Regions from separate parts of the Mus musculus genome. Here region 1 is linked to region 2. Evidence: chromatin contacts called from public HiChIP or PLAC-seq data. All regions are on one chromosome and are shown on one strand. The core of a region is the stretch at or near the end of the contact, and the rest is flanking DNA. Distances in the headings are between cores, read along the strand shown. Region 1 holds the start of Tha1 (threonine aldolase 1). Region 2 has its middle 32 kb from the start of Mfsd11.

Evidence for each region. HiChIP or PLAC-seq counts read pairs in DNA pulled down with a chosen protein or histone mark.
Region 1: a contact with region 2 is called in an HNF4G HiChIP or PLAC-seq map of pancreatic cancer cells. The contact joins the promoter of Tha1 here to the enhancer-like site in region 2. A contact is called at or near these places in 5 of 39 promoter capture datasets (hematopoietic stem and progenitor cells, hippocampal neurons, liver and 1 more), 1 of 115 datasets of contacts at active chromatin or transcription factors (pancreatic cancer cells) and 1 of 9 other capture datasets (pancreatic islet).

What each region holds. Positions count from the first base shown.
Region 1 is chr11:117,872,190-117,874,889 of GRCm38.p6, reverse strand. Tha1 (threonine aldolase 1) reads left to right here and starts at 1,364. Exons shown (of 7, transcript NM_027919.4): 1 at 1,364-1,719. The coding sequence starts at 1,491. It overlaps Gm11725 (a long non-coding RNA gene), which reads right to left. Exons shown (of 3, transcript XR_001780380.2): 2 at 2,687-2,700.
Region 2 is chr11:116,884,679-116,887,378 of GRCm38.p6, reverse strand. No RefSeq gene overlaps it. Among named protein-coding and RNA genes, the nearest start is that of Mfsd11, 32 kb to the right of the region's middle. Within about 2 kb of position 1,423, at least 85 of the 459 cell types and tissues checked have an H3K27ac peak or open chromatin away from gene starts, as enhancers often do. A contact at or near this core is called in pancreatic cancer cells and pancreatic islet, where this site is marked.

The DNA of each region.
Region 1 (2,700 bases), core at 115-2,614, 990 kb before region 2:
CCCAAAGGACTGAGATTACAGGCATGAGCCACCATGCCTGCCTTTTGCAGTACTGAGGAATCAATCTAAGGATCACATGCTTACTAGCTAGGTGCTCTGTCACAGGGCTCTTGGGCATGACTTCCATGGAAGCACCTTGTCTCTCCAAGCCAATGGTATAGGAAAAAGAAAGATTTCTAGATACCTCCAAAACTCCGTTTCCCATATGTCCTAGAGAGATGGCAGACACAAACCCATACAGTCTCTTGGAGACTCTGTAACTCTAGCTCCAGGTTGTCCAGCGCCCTCTTCTGGCCCCAGTAGGTAACTACACTCATGTGTATCTACTCCCCACCCCACACATATGATTTTTAAAGTTTTAAATCTCCCCCCCCCCCCATACAGGGTCTCTGTGTAGCCTTGATTGTCCTGGAACTCTGTGGACCAGGCTGGCCTCGAATTCAGAGATCCGCCTACCTCTGCCTCCCCAGTGCTGGAATTAAAGGTGTGTGCCACCACCTCCCAGCTTTAAATTCATTTAAAAGAAGAATTTGGGGAGAGGAGAGGGGAAGGGGAGGGGGAAGGAGGAGGAGGAGGGGAGAGGAGGGAGGGGGAATGTATCCCATTTGGTAGCATGCTTGCCTAGCACTTACAAAGCCCTAAATCTAGTTCCCAGCACAGCGTAAACTGGGCATGGTGGCACACACTTGAATTCCCAAGCAGGACGGTCAGATGTTCAAGGTCAACTAGGTTACCCAGTGAGTTCAGAACTAATTTTGTTGTTTGTTTGTTTGTTTTGAGACAAGGTTTCTCTGTGTAGCCCTGGCTGTCCTGGAACTCACTTTGTAAACCAGGCTGGCCTCGAACTCAGAAATCCGCCTGCCTCTGCCTCCCAAGTGCTGTGATTAAAGGCGTGCGCCACCACTGCCCGGCCAGAACTAATTTTTAAGGAGAAAAATTAAAAAGACTCCAGTGGTTGAAAGCTACTGTTTATGGGCAACACGGTACCATACTTGATTCCTGGACTTCACATCAGTGTCTGCAGCCTGTTTCCTCGGGTGTAAAATGAGGACCGTGAGGGACTGGAGAGGTGGCTCAGAGGCATGGAACTGATTATGAAGAGAACCTGAGTTCCATTCCCAAACACCCAGGTGTTTCCCAGAGTGGCTGAGACGCTTAATTAAGTTAAATCTGCAGTGCCACGAGCAGTACCATGTACACGCTAAAATCCCCGGACCTCAGCTTTGTTTCCCACTCAGCAAAGTAAGGAACTGTCATTCCAAAATCTCCTAGCCTTTGGAACAACGGAACACAAAAACTACAACTCTCAGCATGCTGCGGGGCTCGAATAATGTATAAAACTCCAGAGAGGACTACAATTCCCATAGTGCCCCGGGCTTGCCCAGTTCAGGTCCGCGCGGGGTCAGAAGAGTCCAGTTACACGGGTTCCCCGCTGGCACGGAAGAGACTGTCCTCCGCTCCTGCGGCCGAGAAAGACGAGTGCCACAGCCATGCTATGCAGCCTGTTCCGGGCCGCCATGCTACGCAGCCTGTTCCGGGCCACGGTCCCGGGGCTCAGGGTGCCCTGGGCTCAGTGGTCTAGGAATTGGGCGGGGGTCCCAGCCCACGTGGTGGACCTACGCAGCGACACGGTGACCCGGCCAGGGCCGGCCATGAGGCGCGCTATGGCCGAAGCGGTTGTAGGAGACGATGATTACGGCGAAGACCCTACGGTCCACGGTGAGCCCGGCGAACAGGCCCGGGGCAGGGGTCGTTGCGGTGACCCCGGGACGCTGTCCGTGGTTCTGACAGGACAGCACGGACGCAGAGGGGTGCCTCGCTGACATTTGAGGACGCTCAGTGGTGCACTCTGCGTTCTTGTTCCTTCTCGGAGAGATCCCTGGTAATGCAGACTCTTGAGCTCCACAATGGACTTGGGGAGCCAGAATCTGCATTTTAACAGGACCACCTGGTGATTTCTGCCCACTGTCACCCAATTGCCCAGATGGGTGTTGTCCAGACTTGGCAAAGCAAGACCCCGAGATGGGCAGAGAGGAGTTCAAGGACCCACATCAGGAACAGGGAAGAACCAGGGTTTGAGACAGGTCTTACTACAAGGAGGGCTAACTACTCTCCTTCATTCATTGGCTGACTTCACAAAGACAAAATCAATCCAGCAAAGAAAGTGCTCGCTGCTCCTTCACAGGGGGGGGGGGGGGGTGCAGAATTTCATATCTAGGGAGTGCAGCGCGTTAAGGAGACAGCAAACCAAAGCCCACCCGGGGTCAATAGTCACTGCTAAGGTGGACCTCTAGTGCTGCTGTGTGTGCACTAGAGATCCAGAGATACACCAGAGATCACACTTGACCTTTGTGGACCCAGGGGTGATTGGGGCTGATCTAGAATCTCTTGACAACAAGATATTACCAGGAACTTCAAAGATGCTGAGCTACACTGCTCTCAGCAGGCACCTGGTGTAAACAGGTCACCACATCAAGGCTGGGAGGTCCTGGCCTCGACAGGAGTCTGAGGAGGGTGAACCAGGGGCTGGGAGGAGGAGCGAGCAGAACTCATCCCCGACCGCACACAGGGCTCAGGGAGACACGGGTATGTGTCCTCTGGGGACAGAATCTAGATCACTTTAGCACTGAGCATTGTGTCACAGACAGGAGAGCCACCATGGCCTTTACCCAGGCCATCCACTCACCCGCCAGCTGCACT
Region 2 (2,700 bases), core at 174-2,673:
ATGAGCCTCCTAAGCCCTCCTCCCTCCCCCTTTTGCCTCATTCTGACACCGAGGCCCACACCTCAGAGAAGCAAGGCCCCACCCTCTTTCCCCACCTCAGAGCTCCATCTATATCCCCAGCAAGAGCTTGCACCTGCAGAAGCAGGAGATGAACCAGAAAACTCCATCCTGTTCTTTGGTTGGACTCTGCAGATCTAAGGATGGGGGATGAGGGGCAGGGGGCGTGCAGATGCAGAGGTTTGGACCAGATGACACCCCCTCCCCTCCCACTGTTCCTGCCTTGACCCTAGCTCTCCCCATTACTCTCCTGGGGCCCAGAATAGACAGTACTTCCAACTGGGTGGGCACTGGGCAATGGGACCCTCTCAGTGTCCACTCACTGGGCACAGTTTCCTCTGTGCCCATCTCTTTGGTGCCCCGTGGTGGTCTGAGCTCCCTGCAGTGTGGGACACAAGGACTCGGTCACCCAGCCATTTCTCCCAGGTTCTAGCTTGATGAAAGTGACAGTTAAGAACTCTCATCCACAATGACACCTGAGGAGCGACAGGTGGTAACTTGAACCAGAGTTTATCTGTCCCCATTTCAACCACAGTGACAAGGAGAGTATCATTGTGTTTGCAGTTCTGAGCGAGTGTCTACTTTGCTTCTGGACGAGGGCTGAAACCCTGGCTCCTGAGTGTCTCTCTGTCTCTCTGTCTCTGTCTCTCTCTTTCTCTCTGCCTCCCTCTCCCCTCCCCTCCCCCCCCCCCCACGAAGCCAAGGGGATTTTTCTTTGGAAGATGTGGTTCAGGGAGTGGGAGACAGATGAGAGGGTGACCAAAATAACACTATACACACCAATGAAACTCTCAAAGAATAACTTCTGTTTTGAGGAAGGGTCTCACTATGCATTCCTGGATGGCTTAACATTGGCTATGCAGACCAGGCCAACCTTGAACTCACAGATCTGTCATCCTATCTCCCAAGTACTGGAAGTGAAGTTGTGTGCCAACATGCCCAAAAACAACAACAACAACATCCACCTGCCTTTAGACTGTGGGTGTGGCTTAGCGACAGAGTGTTTGTTTAGCATGCATAAGGCCCTGGTTTAACCACTACCTACATAAAACTAAAGCCCAGCCCACACAGAGATGGGAGAGACAGCCACTCATGAGAAAAAAAACCCTTAGACTTGGGAAGACCGGAGCTGCAGTAAACCCATTGTCCCATCTGGGCCCTTGTCAGCCTGAGACAGGTGCTGAGTTTGTTACAGAAGTAGGTGGTAGATCTGGGTAACCAGCTGCACCCCCCTTTTCCCCCCACCCCCACCCCGGTGCTCAAGGGGGAACAGAAACTGCGAAGCAGACAGCTGGCAAGGGATCCAACTCACCTGCAGAGCACCCCTGAGGCCTCCTGTTCCTTAGCAACCTGCTGAAGCCAGCCAAGGGCTTCCGGATTCCCTTTCAGAGGATCAGTCACCTCCCTCCCCTCCCCTTCCCTCCCTCCTCACCTCGCCCCCTCCGTCCCCCCAACCCCCACCCCCGGAGAGGCGGAGAGCAGTAGGATCCCTGTACACGCAGAGGGAGTTCAGGGTGAAGGAACCTAAGTTTCTTTTCAACTGGGTCTGCGCAGAGCCAGAGGATGCCAGGGATCCCCCAGCACCCCCGCGCCCTGCCCCGCACCCCCTGCCCTTCCTCACAACACACACACACAAAGGGAAGGTGTCAGGACAGTCTCCGCTGAACCATTTCACTGGCTCTTCTTTCGGAAAGTCTACCTATAAACTTAGAGATTCACGTCGGGACAACAGAACACATAGGACAGTGACACCTCGGAGACCTAAGCGTGGGAGACTGAAACACAGCAGAGACGTCCCTTAAACCGAGCTATTTACTATGCCGGCTCCACACCTCTTGCATCCCAGATCACGAGTTCAGTCTCGGCCTAGATCCAAAGCTGTAAAAACAGATCGCAAGAGTCGGTTGCCCTCTGCTGGGCATCGTAGGATATGCACCCAGCCTCCGTACCAAGAACTGATTTCTGCACTCTATGAGAGGATTCAAGAGCTGGACAGCTGTGGCTGAGTCTTTCCCCCGAATCATCTGGAATAAATTTGATTTGATTTGGAGTCTATAGCCCAGGCTGGCCTCAAAAACATAGCCAAGGCTGACCTTCGACTCCTGATCGTCCTGCCTCTGACTCCTGAGTGCAGGACTACAATCATGTGCCACAAAGCCCAATTTTTTGTTTTTTGTTTTTGTTTTAATAGCACTGGGGAATGGAAACCGGGGGTCTGAGCATACTAGGCAAGCACTCTACAGCCCAGGTTCGAGACTATCTTGGGTATCTAGACCCATCGACTTGCAGAAGAAAAAAAAAGGGTCTTAAAGTGTATGGAGACCTTATAGAGCAGGCATGTCCACTGCATTTCAAGATACAAGACGGGGCATCCTAGCCATCATAATTCTGGTCTGACCGGAACAGGTCTTTTCTTTCTTTTACGTTTTTGTTTATGGGCTGGAGAGATGGCTCAGCAGATGAGAGGACTGCTCTTCCAGAGAACCAGGGTTTGAGCCCCAACACCACACGGTCACTCGGAATCGTCTGGGATCGTTCTGCGGTATTTGATGAGCTCTTCTGTTCTCTACAGGCACCAGGTATGCATGTGGTGCACAGAAACAAAGCACACATGAAATAAAAATGAACAAATCTAAATATGGG